2 separate regions of the Mus musculus genome follow, and region 2 is linked to region 1. Evidence: chromatin contacts called from public promoter capture Hi-C data. All regions are on one chromosome and are shown on one strand. Each heading gives the region's core, a stretch centred on a gene start, on an enhancer-like site or on the middle of the called end of the contact. The rest is flanking DNA. Distances are from core to core; before and after follow the strand shown.

The links. Capture Hi-C pulls out chosen DNA fragments and counts their contacts.
Region 2: a promoter capture Hi-C map of liver shows a contact between it and region 1. The contact joins the promoter of Lhfpl5 here to the promoter of Rpl10a in region 1. A contact is called at or near these places in 1 of 39 promoter capture datasets (macrophages), 1 of 484 Hi-C or Micro-C datasets (bone marrow-derived macrophages) and 4 of 9 other capture datasets (adipose tissue, liver, macrophages and 1 more).

The regions. Positions count from the first base shown.
Region 1 is chr17:28,326,441-28,334,113 of GRCm38.p6, reverse strand. Rpl10a (ribosomal protein L10A) reads right to left here and starts at 5,643. Exons shown (of 6, transcript NM_011287.2): 1 at 5,496-5,643; 2 at 5,229-5,303; 3 at 5,067-5,147; 4 at 4,592-4,740; 5 at 3,417-3,589; 6 at 3,081-3,284. The coding sequence starts at 5,500. The coding sequence ends at 3,114. Fance (Fanconi anemia, complementation group E) reads right to left here. Exons shown (of 10, transcript NM_001163819.1): 10 at 7,540-7,673. It overlaps Tead3 (TEA domain family member 3), which reads left to right. Exons shown (of 13, transcript NM_011566.4): 9 at 178-323; 10 at 435-608; 11 at 782-922; 12 at 1,011-1,163; 13 at 1,281-2,443. The coding sequence ends at 1,394.
Region 2 is chr17:28,572,207-28,579,118 of GRCm38.p6, reverse strand. Lhfpl5 (lipoma HMGIC fusion partner-like 5) reads right to left here and starts at 3,400. Exons shown (of 4, transcript NM_026571.2): 1 at 2,707-3,400. The coding sequence starts at 3,118.

The DNA.
Region 1 (7,673 bases), core at 4,394-6,893:
AGAAGACATCTTTCACACAATTGTCTGTCTGGTGTCCCTGGGTGTGGGTTTGGGGGACTCGTCCACCTATGGGTTTCAGGCAGAGATCCTTGGCTCCCTGGACCATGTTCTGGGTTTTACAGACCAATCCTGCTGTCCACCACGTGTGGGCAGATGAGTTAGAGCTTACTTTTTTAGGTTATGAGTCCCTCGCCCCGCTGCCCCCAGCCGCTGCCTCAGCCACCGCCTCTGCGCCTGCATGGCAGGACCGCACCATCGCCTCCTCCCGGCTACGCCTCCTGGAGTATTCTGCCTTCATGGAGGTGCAACGGGACCCTGACACGGTAATGTGGGGATGGTGGGGAGTCTGGCCCAAGATCCAGCATCCAGCTCAGCGTCTTAGCAGTGGGGGTCCTCCGGCCTGCAGGCTGACCCCGATTCGGCCCTCCCCACAGTACAGCAAACACCTGTTTGTACACATCGGCCAGACAAACCCTGCCTTCTCAGACCCACCCCTGGAGGCAGTGGATGTACGACAGATCTACGACAAGTTCCCCGAGAAGAAGGGGGGGCTGAAGGAACTCTACGAGAAGGGGCCCCCGAACGCTTTCTTCCTTGTCAAGTTCTGGGTGAGGCCTCTTCTAACCCCAGATGGGCAGCGTGCCCAGCTCCCTGCCTGCTTGCCCCCACTAGTGGGCCCCTGGGTGGGACCTGCAGGCCCCTGGGTAGGTGGGATGGAGGCGTGGCGGTGGGGGAAGCACGTGACCACCAGTCCTCTGCAACACTCGGTACCCTCCCCCAGGCTGACCTCAACAGCACAATCCAGGAAGGCCCTGGGGCCTTCTACGGGGTCAGCTCGCAGTACAGCTCAGCCGACAGCATGACCATCAGCGTCTCCACCAAGGTCTGCTCCTTCGGCAAGCAGGTGGTAGAGAAGGTGGAGGTGAGTGGAGGCCTGGGGAGTGAGTGTCGGGCACAGTCAGGTCAATGACACGACACGCAGTCACCCTCCTTCTCGCCCCACTCTGCAGACCGAGTACGCCCGCCTGGAGAACGGCCGCTTCGTGTACCGCATCCACCGCTCACCCATGTGCGAGTACATGATCAATTTCATCCACAAACTGAAGCATCTGCCCGAGAAGTACATGATGAACAGTGTGCTGGAGAACTTCACCATCCTGCAGGTGCGGCGAGGGCGAGACTGTCCCGTGGCTCGGGAGAACTGGGCTAGCCTGGAGGAGTACAGTCCACCCAGCTGCCCGCCCTTACTGAGTCCTATTCCCTTCCTCTCTGCCCCATAGGTGGTCACAAGTCGGGACTCGCAGGAGACCCTGCTGGTCATTGCTTTTGTCTTTGAAGTCTCCACCAGCGAGCATGGGGCGCAGCACCACGTCTACAAGCTTGTCAAAGACTAGCCAGCCCTCGACCTCCACAGGATGCAAGGCGGACATCCTCCACACACCTGCCTGCCTGGTCTTCCCGTGTGGGTTGGGGGACCTAGCCCAGCCCCCCTGGGTTTCAGGCTGGGACCCAGGCTGCCTCCCTGGCTCCAGCACACATGCTCCCTGCCACTGTTCTGCGCTTTACTGGAGAGAAGAGGGCTCCACGGTGGGGTGGCTTGCTTGGGCACTGAGCCACAGATGACCAGGCTCCACCTGGCCTCAAGTGACACCAGAATTGTACCATGGAGGACACCTTGGGGCTTAGTGTGTGGTTGCTGGCCCCTAGGGGAATGAATGTGCTGGGCAGGTGAGGGTTGCATTGAGACTGGGGAAAGGCAGCTTGCAAGGAGGCCCTGGTACAAGGTGTCAGGTTGGGGAGGTTGAGAAGGGCCCACACTTCTTTGTACCTTCTGGGTACCAGTCTGTTCCCAGGTCCCTTACCCAGCAAGTTTGGGTCTCCCATATCAGACAATGTGCCAAGATGGAGGCCCACAGAAGTGGACGGAGGGAGCTGGGGCTGGTTCAGCTACCTCCCTAGCAGAGCTGCCTATGGGGCGGGGAAGGGGCTCTGCTGGGCTGAAGCCTAGACAGGGCTCTATTTCCTGTTCCCCCCAGCATACCAGCCACTAGCGCCCCCCCCCCCCCCCGCCCTCTTCTGTGTCCTGAAGACAGGTGGCAGGGAACAGGAGGCTGCCTCTGCCTTCTCCACATCCAGGTCCCAAGGTCACCTGGGTATTTATGAGTTTCAAATGAAGTACTGTGCCCCCAATCCAGCCCGAGCTTCCGGAAGGTTTTCGCCATTGCTCAGGCCACCTCCAAACCCCACGTAGGTTTTATAACATGTATTATATATATATATTTTTGTGTATTTTTAAAATCCAGCTGTGATGGGCTACATCATAAATGGCTCAAGGCAGGGGCCACTCAAGGCCTGGCTCCTGCTTTAAAGAAAAAAATTAAAAAGCTGTTTCTGGGTCAAGACAGTTGTGCCATATGCAACCTTGTACCCTACCTAGTCAAAAACAGGTGTTGACACATGACTGCCACCCCTCATCACTGGCACGCACCTGTGGCCAGAGCTCACCTTAGTGCTTCAAGAAACAGCTACAGTGGCTTAAGTAGCAAACTTTGGGAGTCCTGGGGTTAGCTGCAGCCAGGTGACCAGGCTGGGTGGTCATGCAAGTCTTTAGATAAGAGACCTCTGTCACCCACAAAGCCTGGGGTAGTTTCAGTACTCAGAGAGCTATCTTCACAAGGTGATTCAAATGGACACCTTACACATTCACTGGTTGACCTGCCTTCACATCTGCTGGTTTGTTTCCCTCAGCCCTGTCCCCACCTGGCTTTGAGGGGCCTGCCCAAGATGGGTGTTACCTGGAAGCTGCAGCAGACAGGAACTCTTATGCCCAGGGCTTAAAGCCATTACTGAGCAGACTATGGGTGTTCCCCTAAGGCCTGACAACAGCTACAGCCCCAAACAAAACCACGGGGGAATTAGCTTGGGAACTTCACCTAGAAAAGCCGGACTCTCTACCCACGAGGGGGTTAGAGGTACCTCTCCCACCACCTGAGAAGCATTGTAGACCCCTACAGACCCCCTCTCCCAGCTTTGGGATAGTGGCCTCACATGCCCTGCCCCCAATCACAGGCACACCAAGGCTGAGTGGCAGCAGTGAGGTTTATTGGAGCATCCTAATACAGACGCTGGGGCTTGCCCATGGTGCTCTTGATGTACAGAGCCCGCACGTTTTGCCAGTTTTTCTTAAGCAAGGACACCAAGAAATTGACAGCCAGATGAATGTTGTAGACTAGCTCATCATCGGTCATCTTCACGTGGCCAACAGCGACGGCCAAACACAGCACCTGCATGGACAGAAAAGGTCACCAGGCTAAGCTAGCATGTACCCTTTCCCCCAGTGAAAAGGCTTAACCCAGGGCTAAGGCACCCAGACCTAGCTCTTTCTGGTTTCCCCACCACACACCGCCCAGACTGACCTTCTTCATCTGGAACTTGATTGTCGATTTCACCTCATCCACTTTGGCCACCATGTTTTCATTGTGTGTCAGCAGGGAGGGGAACTTGCCAGCCTTGTTTAGGCCTGGGCCCAGGATACGTGGGATCTGCTTAATCAGAGACTCAGAGGCCAAAAAGGCATCGTACTTCTTAGCTAGAAGACACAGACACTCAGGATTGAGCCAAAAAAAAAAAAAAAAACCAAAAAAACCAAAAAAACCAACCAAACAAACAAAAACCACCAAAAAAAAAAAAAAACAAAACAAAACATTTTAAACAACCAACCCATCCTTTACAACGAGAAGGCCAAGTTGCCTCCTCAGACCCATGACTGCTGAGTAGCTCCACCCTCAAGTCCTCACAGAGGTCTTAGACCAGGATGTCCCACAATCCCTGGTGTGCTGCATAGAACTGAGGGGCTGTGATGGCCCCCACCCCTTGGATTCACTGTAAGCCTGCATTTAAATTGCCTCAAACTATGGACTGGAGAGATGGCTCAGCAGTTAAGAGTGCTGCCTTCCAGAGGTCCTGAGTTCAATTTCCAGCAGCCACATGGTGGCTCACAGCCACCTGTAATGGGATCTGAGGCTCTCATCAGCCTGCTCATATACATAAAATAAAATCTTAAGAAAAAAGCTGTCTCATTATCTGTCAAAGGTGGACCAAGGCCAGCTATCTGAGAAGCCTCAAGCAGGCCTGGGAACCATAATGTCACCTGAGAACACAGCTCAGTGACAGGGCACAGTCCTGAGCACTTCTAGAGGATAACCTTAGACCCCAGGCTGGCAACATCAGTAAGACTCAGTATTACTCCAAATCTTAAGACAGATGGAGAAACCTTCTATCTATAAAAGCAGGCATGACAACTGCCTAGCTCACAGTGGATAACTATTCCCAAAATGTATGCGGAGACAGGGGCTACCATGGAGGCTAACACGTGGGAGACACTTGTGACCCCTCCCTCGATAGGTTGTTAACTGAAAAGACTTGAAACCCAAACCAATAGCTGGCTATGAGTCAACTGCACACACTGGCGAGAGGGGAGTATCAGACCAGCCTGTGGGGCATTTTCTAACTGGTTGTGAAGCCCAATGTGTGCTGCCACTCCTGGGCAGGGGGTCATGGGTTGTGTTCAGCCCTAGTGAGCCCCACCTACCCAGCTTCTTGACCAACTTCTTGTTTTTGTTAAGCTTCTTGAGCGCCTCGATGTCCATGTGGGGGATATCCACGGCCTTGGCTTCATCACAGTGCTGCTGGTCCCCCAGAACGCACACCGAGAACTTGGGGCGTGGGGTGGACTTGAGCCTGCGTTTGGGAGGGGAGAAAACAGAACAGGTCATGGTCGGCGCTGGCCATCCCGCTAGATCTGAACGCATGGCAGGGAGCGGCAAGCCTTACCCGGAGCTCTGGGCAACACTAGCCTGGCTTCTCAGGCTAGGCGGCGGGCTCGGCCGAGGCCTCCCCACGCCTCCCCTCTTGTTTTAAGACCCAGGGTGGGGGTCCGTCCAGCCTGCCTGCCTGCAGCAGGGCTCCTGAACTACCCTGGCACGTCAGTGTCCCCGTGCCCGCCTAGGGCGCGGCCAGGCCACACGGGAACACTGAGGGCTGGGTGGGGTTAGAGCGGTGCCAACCTGACGGTGCCCGAGAAACGTTTGTCCTTCTGAGGGTCGTAGTTCTTCAGGCTGATCTGCAGCTCCACCGTCTCCAGAAACCTGAGCGAGAGGGGAGCTGTGAGCCAGGGTCGCCATGGCCGGGGATGCTCGCCCTGCCCCGGGAGGGAGGCCCGCGCTCACTTGCGGCGCTTGCGCTGGTTCCCGTGCAGGACTTCCCGCACCGCCTCGTACAGGGTGTCGCGTGAGACTTTGCTGCTGTTGGGGAGAAGCGAAGGCGTTCGGGGCCGGCCATGCTGCACCCCGGGCCCGATGACAGGCCCACGGCACGCTGGGGAAAGGCTCGCGACGCGGGGCAGTCGCCGGGAGAGCCTCCGAGACGGGCCGCGGGGCGTCCGCGGGCGTGTGGGTGCACGGATGGCGGCGGATAGCGCCACGATAACAACTTACCTCATGGCTGCGGCTGCCGCGGAAACCGGAAAGAAGGCAGAGCGCTTTGCGCATGCGCTCAAATAGAGCCCGCGTTCTCGCGAGAGTTGCCCGTTACGGGCACGTTCCGCGCTCAGCCAAGCCGGAGAGGCGCTGCAGTTTGCGGCCGCTGGGGGGGCGCCACCACGCGGCTGCACCGTGAGAACCGCTCTAGGAGCAGCAGGCAGTCCTGCATTGGGACAAGGGCTGAAGCCGGGCCCTGGGATTGGATTTCTCCCTGCTTTCTATCTTCTGCCTGCCCCATGACTTCCAGTCCCCGGCAGAACCGGTCTCCGTCATCGCCTAATTTGGTGATGAGCCCCGCAGAGCCACTGGGCAGCCGCCCCCTCTAGCCGTGCATTGTGCAATGGTCCGGCCACCGCATGTGGGCAGAGGCATGGATGACAGGAATAGCTTGAGGAAATGACCCTTGCTGAGATCTGCAGAACGGGAAAGCGCCTTGTGACTAGATTAGGATCAGATGTGCCTGGCTTAAGCCTAAGCCTCCACCTGGGAGGAGGCGCCCACCAGTCTATCCTGGCCATCTGTATAAACCGCCCCTGATTCAGCCTCCGGGCAAGGTGGACTTTGGACAAATGCCCCTGTCCTGTCTCAATTAGTTGGCATTTCAAACAAAGTCGTTCTTGTTACTTGACCCCGGTCTTCGCAGTTAATAGAGAGGCGCCGGGTCAAGGAGCGTTTGCAGGGAGCCTCCAGATCTGGAGTGACTCATTTGGAGGCATGTCACCCTCTCTGGGAACAAATCACAGATGTAGCCAGCACCCACCATTTCCAGGGAGCAGACCTACGAATAGCTCATCTCGCCTGAGCACACACACAGCAAACAGCAGGCAGGATGAAGCAGGTTCCCACAGGGTCAGAGCAGAGCAGGCAGGTTGAAGCTGCAAGTGCCATCCACACTCTAAAGGCCATCAACATGGTGAGCGGCTGACGTCTGTCTCTTAGACATTGTTCCCCTTGCTTCTGTAGTCAGATTCAGCTTGTTCTCAAAAGCCAGACCTTCTCACTGGACTGACCTCCTTGCCTCCCTGGAACAGGGACTCAGAAGCACCCAGAAACCTCAGTTCCCCACCCACTGCAGGGCTAAGGTAGGAGGATGCTGTCATGAACTTTCTCAGGCTAATTCAGTCACATCAGTTTGGCAAATTTTTGTTTCTTGGCATAGCCCCGACTCTCTTGGAATTCGCTCTGTAAACCAGGCTGGCCTTGAAATTAGAGATCTGCCTGCCTCGATCTCCTGAGTTCCAGGATTAAAGGTGTGTGCCACCGTGCCCAGCTGTGTGCTAAATATTTTTTGAGTGAGGTGCTGTGGAAATACAGATGTCACACAGGTCTGCAGCAGGCACCCTGTGTCTTTTCAGCCCATGGTGGGTTAGACATCCCTCAGATCCCAGTCCAAACCTTTGCTGCAGCTGAAGACAGAGTTCAGAGTTCTAGCAGGCCTAAGACTCCGGCTCAGCATGAAAACAAAAGTTATGGGTCCCAAGCCCACCCTTGCCCTCAGTGTAGTCCTTGACACTCATCAGGCAGCTCTGACAGACCTGCTGTGATGGGAGGGGTGGGGGCAGGTGAGGGAGTAAAGGGGGTTCTGGGAAAGTAGCCTAAGAATACAAGTGCTTGTTTGGAAGTTCTTTGTATCTGACATGCATATGTTTGTACACATTTGTGCTGTGCATGCTTGAGCACTCTGGGTTGCAAACATGCCAACACACACACACACACACACACACACACACACACACACACACACACGGGTCAGAGGTCAACCTCAGGTGCCAGTCCCTGCCTTCCATTTTGTCTCCGGCTAAGCTGGCCCTGTAGCTTTGGGGGACTCTCCTGCCCCCACCTCCAGCCATCTCAGCCACACCCACAAACTTATTTGAGACAGGGTCTCTCTCACATAGCTTAGGCTGGCCTTGAACTCCTGTGCGGTTGAAGATGACCTTGAATTCCTGATTCTCCTGGCTCTGCCTGAGGGCTGGGATGACAGGGCTGAGCCACCAAGCCTGGATGGACTGTCTTCTTTTTATTAAAACTGTTACAAAATTACTCAGTTCAGAAACAAACAAAACAGAGGAGGTCACAACATATACCTGAGCACAAAAGGCTCACACTGAAAGGCCAGCTTTTCTGCCCACC
Region 2 (6,912 bases), core at 2,151-4,650, 250 kb before region 1:
GTTTTAGCCCTTAGAGTGATGGTGTCAGAAGGCGGGGCTTTGGGAAGAGTGCTGGTTTGTTTGAATATGCCTGGCCCAGGGAGTGGCACTATTTGGAGGTATGGCCTTGTTGGAGTGAGTGTGGCCTTAATTGGAGTGGGTGTGGTCTTGTTGGAGGACATGTGTCACTATGGATGTGGGCTTTAAGACCCTCATCCTAGCTGCCTGGAAGCCAGTCTTCTCCTATAATCCTTCAGATAAAGATGTAGAACTCTCAGCTCCTCCTGCACCATGCCTGCCTGGATGTTGCCATGCTCCCGCCCTGATGATAATGGACTGAACCTCTAAACCTGTAAGCCAACCTCAATTAAATAGTATCCTTATAAGAGTTGCCTTGGTCATAGTGCCTGTTCACAGCAGTAAACCCTAACTAAGACAGGAAGTAATTAGCTCAGGAGATGGAGCCCACGTACACAGGATTAGCACACTTACAGAAGGGAACCTGGAGAGACTTCTTGCCTTTTCCATCTTTTGTGGGCAGAACAAGAAGTCAGCAGCCTGTGCCTGGAAGATGACCTCACTGACAACACACTGTACCAACACCTGACCGCACTTACACAGGCTCCAGAGCCATGAGAGATGAAGAAATGCCTGTTGTCTAGGCTCCTTCATGTATGGGAATTTGGATAATAATACAGTCTCACTAAGGCAGGAGGTTACCAAGACTCAGGGAAAACAACTGAGCCCATGCTCAGCCTGCACCCTGAGCTCCATCTGAGTGCCGCCACCTTTGCAGGGGCATCAGTTCTCTTCTCCTACCCCCATCCTCTGGCTTTGTGGAAATTTTTGAGCTGACACATGAATCCCCCAGTTGATGGCTATGAGAAACACCTGTTCAGCCCTCTCCTCCCTGACACAGAGTGGAACATGGCACCACCTTTTTCTTTGCTCCACATAAATGCTTCATGGGATGGCACTTAGCCATCTCTGCTACCGGCTCTGTGACCCAGATAGCGTCTGGCTCAAATGGCCTGGTGTTCCTCCACCCAGGTCTCATTTCTATTGCCTGCTCAGCAAGCACACCTATTGGATGATGCTGGAGGTGGGCAGAAAGCTCTAAGAAAGGATGGTGTGTCTCCACATCATCCCGAGCCCTGCGGTGGAAGAACAGCTGGCAAGCACAGCCATCTCACTACTCTTTGGACTCAATCTCCACTGCCTCTTCCTGATATGATCATCATGGCCTGTTGTCCCCTCCTGCCCACTAAGGCTTGGAAACAGACCTCTGGGGAGGAACTCAGGCCAGGTGAGTGGCCGGGGTGTCAGACTGAGAATCGGGTCTGCCTTTGCTTGCTAACTGCTCACCAAAGCGTCTGAACCAGGACTTTGCAAATGCAGGAACCCTCACTACTGGGTTGTGATGAGGCTTCATCAGAAAATGAAATATTTTGTGAATCATGCTTATAAAGTATGGGTCTCAATAAAAATGCTCTTGGACTGCATCTAATTTGGGGGGGTGGGAGGGACCTCTTAATTGTCCCAGGCTCTGATCTGCCAGCTGGTATTCTCTTACCCTCAGTCAGTCCAATTCCTCATCCACAGCTGGGGTCCCCTCCAGCTCTGCCTGCCTGAGAGTCAGACACCTGTTAGTCACCACCCTCTGACCCCCACCAAGGTAATGCTACATTACCCAACGATGTCTAGACAGTTGATCTCCTGTCTCCAGTCCCACCGCTGTTGATGGACATCTGTAGGAGGTCAGGGACTAAGAAACCAAAGGCTGCTGACAGGTGTTAGGCAGTCTCTTCCTGAGCTCCAATGGAGACCAAGATCAGCTGTCCCAAGGACCAAAAGGGCCACCTGAGCCTGGAGCAGGAAAGCAGGCAGGAGATGCCTTGCCTTGGGACCCCATAAGCAGCTGCCTACCTGATACAGTGTAACAGCAGCACCCCCAAACCCCGGACTCTTCCACGAGAGCAGTTGGAACTGAGGAAGAGGCAGGGAGTGAGGCCAGAGATCTGGGAACAGTCATCACCATAGCCCTGGGGTTGGATCCTAGGCCATGTGGCAATAGCCTTCCTCTTCCCTCTGAGTGTGCAAGCCTGTGGTGCGGTGTTCTGGTTGTTGGTACACCTGGCTGCATCCACCCAGAGCTATGTGCCCCCTCCAAGTCACTTCTCTCTGGCTCATGGGCTCTACAGCGAGGACCCCAACAGTCTGCATCCATTCTGCCTATGAATACCCCCTTTTCTTTTACTTTTAGTTGTGTGTGTACATGAGTGTGTGACGTGACGTATGAGCTCATGGGCACATGCCGCATGGAGATCAGATAAACAACTGGACAGACTCTGTTCTTTATGGAATGTGGGTCCTGGATGCTGAACTCAAGCTATCAGACTTGGTGGCAAGCACCTTTACCAGCTGAGCTATCTCCTAGTCCCTGACTCATTCTTTCTTAGAATCTCAGATTCTCCTCAAGACAGGGTCTCACAATATAGCCCAGGCTGGCCTGGAACTCACAGCCCTCCTCTTGTCTCATGGCTCCCACCTATAATTTGGTCTGCTATAGCCTTGGCCTCTACTCTGAGTATAGTGTGAGCCCCTATTCCGAATCTTTTGTGGAACACTGAGTAAGAGAAGGCTCAGAGCTTTCCCTTCATGGGAAAGCCATGGCTGTACCCTGAGTATCCCCCCTCACACACACCACACCCCAGCAACCCTGCTCACCAGCAGCCAGCTGCATCCAGGCGCAAATCTTGTAGACCGTGGCTGTATTACAGACGAAGAACAGGCTGAAGCAGATGATGGAGCCGATGATAAGGAACATGGCCAAGGCCACAAAGAACATGGCAGTCTTGAAGGCTCTGGAGGGGATGGAGGAGAAGTCCAGAGGGCCCCCCTTGCAGATGAGTTCCGACGACAGCACGTTGCCCACGCAGTAGGAGAACAAGCCAAAGTAACCAGCCTGTGGTGTGCTAACACTGTCGCCTATCCAGTAGGGCTGGATAAAGAGGGCCATGACCAGCACCGAGAAACAGATAGTGAGCGTGCCCCACATCACTCCCACAGCGCGCGAGTTTCGCACATAGTTGGTGTGGTAGATCTTGGCGGCCTCCTGGGCTGGCAGCAACTTCACCATGGCGAAGGCCGCTGGACTAGGACGGGGACACTGGCTGGGTGCAGGTCTACAGCTCTAGGGAGCAGAAGTCGTGGGTCAGTCCTCAGCCTGGTGTGAGGAGCAGCCTGAGGTCAGGGAGCCATGCAAACATTCCCCCCAGTAGGTTGGGAGTGCAGCAGGCCAAGGTCAACCTTGTCTTCGCAAGAGATGCTTCCCAGATGAATGTGCCCGTTCTGACCAGGATGGGCTCGAGTCTGCCGCCTCCTCTAGGTCGGCCAGGGTCTGGGCCTGCGCCTCCGCTTTGCCCGCCCCTCCTGCTTGCCCTCACAGGCCACGCCCGGCCCGCTCTGCGAAACGCGTTTCAGCACCGCGGCCAGCGCCAGAGTTCGGGGGCGTGGCCTGGTAGGGGCGTGGCCGGCGGCCGCGCAGAGCCTGGAGGGGCGACTTGGAGGGGAAGGGAGCTGGGACCCCGGTCCTCTCTTCCTCCCAGAGGGTGGGGCCGACCGTGTGTCACGTTCCTTCCGCTGATTCCAGCTGCAAAACCGCTTCCTGTCCTCTACACCCCTAGTCACCCTTCGGGGACCTCCACCTCCCACCAGCCGTAGCAGCACCACCGCTCCATCCCGAGGGCCGCAAGTTTTGACTGGGTCTTGGCTTGGTCTTCCAGTCAATGACCGCCGAGACCAGAGTGGAGGCTAGAGAAATATCCTGTCAGCAAGGACCTGAGCTAGTGCAATAACACTCGCAGTAATAAAGAATACCAAAGTTCATTCTCCAGAGCCTTTCCCAAACCACAACGGAGCAGTCAGTGTATCCAACACACGGCCTTTCTCCTCTGGTTTCCATTTTTATTGCAGATTTCCTTTTTAAAAAATATTTCGTTTTTCCGCTGAATGTAGTGGCTCACACCTGTAATAATCCCAGCACTCAAAAATTGGAAGATGATCAGGATAAAGAGAGGCTACATAAGATTGTCTCAAAAGCCAAAGAAATAACCCATATATAAACCCAGATTTTTTTAGATAACTGCATGGCTAGTGTAAGTACTAAAAGGCAATCCAGTAAAGTATACATAAAAGAATAAACCCTCTATAACCCTGAAGTCTGGAGCTAAATAAGATATGACAAGGGCTTTAGCCTAGGAGATAGCTCAGCGAATAAACATTTGTCGTTCAAGTTTAAAGGTCTAAGTTCAAATCCCCAGGCCTCAGGTAAAACAACCTGGAAACTGGGCTTTAAAGGCATGGTGGTGCATGCAGCCTTTGATTTCAGCACTTGAGAGGAAGAGGCAGGCAGATCTCTATGAGTTCAAGCACAGCCTGATCTACAGATCAAGTCCTAGGATAGTCAGAGATAGTCTAGATAGTCCTAGATAGTCCCATATCCTGAGACACAGTCTCAAAAATTTCCAACGACCAACCAGCAACAACAACAAAGCAAAACAAACAAAAAACAGGAGAGGCCAGGCAGTGGTGGTACACGCCTTTAATCCCAGCACTCAGGAGACAGAGGCAGAAGGATTTCTGAGTTCAAGGCCAGCCTGGTCTACAGAGCGAGTTCCAGGACAGCCAGGGCTATACGGAGAAACCCTGTCTAAAAAAAACAACAACAACAACAACAACAACAAAAAACCAGCACAGGACAGGACATTGAGTGGGCGTGACTACTCACATCTGTCATTCCAACACTTGTGTAGCTAAAACAGGAGGCTTATTCCATGTTCAAGGCCAGCCTAGGTTACCATGAGACATTACTAAACTATGGAGTTTCAATTTAGACAACAGAGGTGAGAGCCAGCAGGTAATTAGTAGATAAACATCCTGGCATCTCTGTGGACCGGTGACTGGGTACCCCTCTTACTTTAGACAGTTGGCAACAAGAGCAAGTGTGTGAGGGGGGTACCATGGCCCTGTCGCACCCACCTCGTCTGGCAAGGAAAACGCAACACGGTCTGATTCTTCTCAACAGCTTTATTGCGGGAACGCCTTGATGCTACGGGAACCCCAGGCACCCAGGGAGGACTGCTTATATACACCCCAGCACTGGGGAGGGCTTATGTGTCCTCCTGGGATTGGTCAGTCTGCCGGCACCTTAATTTGCATGCACCTGCTCGGGAGGGGTTAGCACCAGATTCGGGCTAGCACCTGCTCAGTGGTATTGTTTACAGCAACGGTGTACTGGAGACGGGGCCATCTTTTAGGTGTCGGCTGCCTATGGCCCCACCTGGATGCCACTCAGGACTCCCCAAAAGTTAGGCATTATAAGGGGTGCGATTACACATGCTCTAACTACCCAGTAACCCAGAACCTGTGCATGGTGGCTCATGGCAGGGGTTGGGAGGTGGTCTTTACAGAAATATCTAATTAAGAAACATCTAGGGCTGGAGAGATAGCTCAGAGGTTGAGAGCACTGGCTGCTCTTACAACAGATTCTGAGTTCAATTCCCAGCAACCACATTGTGGTTCTACAGTGGGATCTGATGCCCCATCTTCTGGAGTGTCTGAAGACAGCTACAGTGTACTTACATATAATGAATAAATAAATCTTTTAAAAAAATATTTTCTTGGGGCTGGAGAAATGGCTCTATGGTTAAGAGCACTGACTGCTCTTCCGAAGGTCCTGAGTTCAAATCCCAGCAACCACATACATGGTGGCTCACAACCATCTATCATGAGATCTGATTCCCTCTTCTGGTGTGTCTGAAGACAGCAACAGTGTCTTCATAAATAAAGTAAAAAAAGAGTACTTTAAAAAAATATATATATATTCTTATTTTTGTTTAATGTGTGTGGGTGTTGCCTGCATGTAGATAGTTTGTGCACTCTAGAGCTGGAATTACAGACGGCTGTGAGCTACCACGTGGGTGCTGCGTATAGAACCTGAGTCCTCTGGAAGAAAGCCAGTGTGCTCATCCACTGAGCCGTCTCTCCAGCCCACTTACAATGTCTCTCTTTCGTGTTTTTAACCATATTTATTTCCACTTACCCCTAGACAGTTTGAATAGGAGATCCTACATCACTTGAGCGCACCCTGAGCCCAGTGGCACACATGGGGACACAAATGTCACTAAGAATGTGAGGGCTACCAAAGGGAGAGGCGGGATCTGGGGGCACGGCTCAGTGAGTGGGGGACAGCTAGACAGAGGTTGGCAGGCAGCTAAAGACCTGAGAATCAGGGCCCCACCAGAGAGGACGTGGATCCCAGTTCAGTGTGTTCCAGGGGCCCGATAGTGATGCTAGCTGGCCTTCTTCACCCTAGCTGACCTTCAACCCTGTGCTTACACAGACTCATGACAAGAAGCCACCAAGGCCGGATGCAGTCATTACTGGCTCTCAACCCAGCCAACCTTGTGCCCCTGCTGAGATCCAGAACTCAAAACCCAACAGGAAAACCAACAGACCAACGTGTGTGGTATGTGCCTGTGTCCAGCAGTGTGCATGCGTGTGTGGTCAGAAATCAACTTCGGGGATTCCTGGACCACTCACCACCTTTTTACTTTTTAAAGATTTATTTATTTATTTATTTATTTTGGGCTGGCGAGATGGTTCAGCGGGTAAGAGCACTGGCTGCTCTTCTGAAGGTCCTGAGTTCAAGTACCAGCAACCTACAAGGTGGCTCACAACCACCCATAATGAGATCTGATGCCCTCTTCTGGTGTGTCTGAAGACAGCTGCAATGTACTTATTTAATATAATAAATAAATCTTTGGGCCAAGGCGAACGGGGCTAACCTCTTAACCTCTGAGCCATCTCACCAGCCCTACTTTTTACTTTTGAGATAGGTCTCAGGGGATGCAGACTGAGCTCAAACTCTCC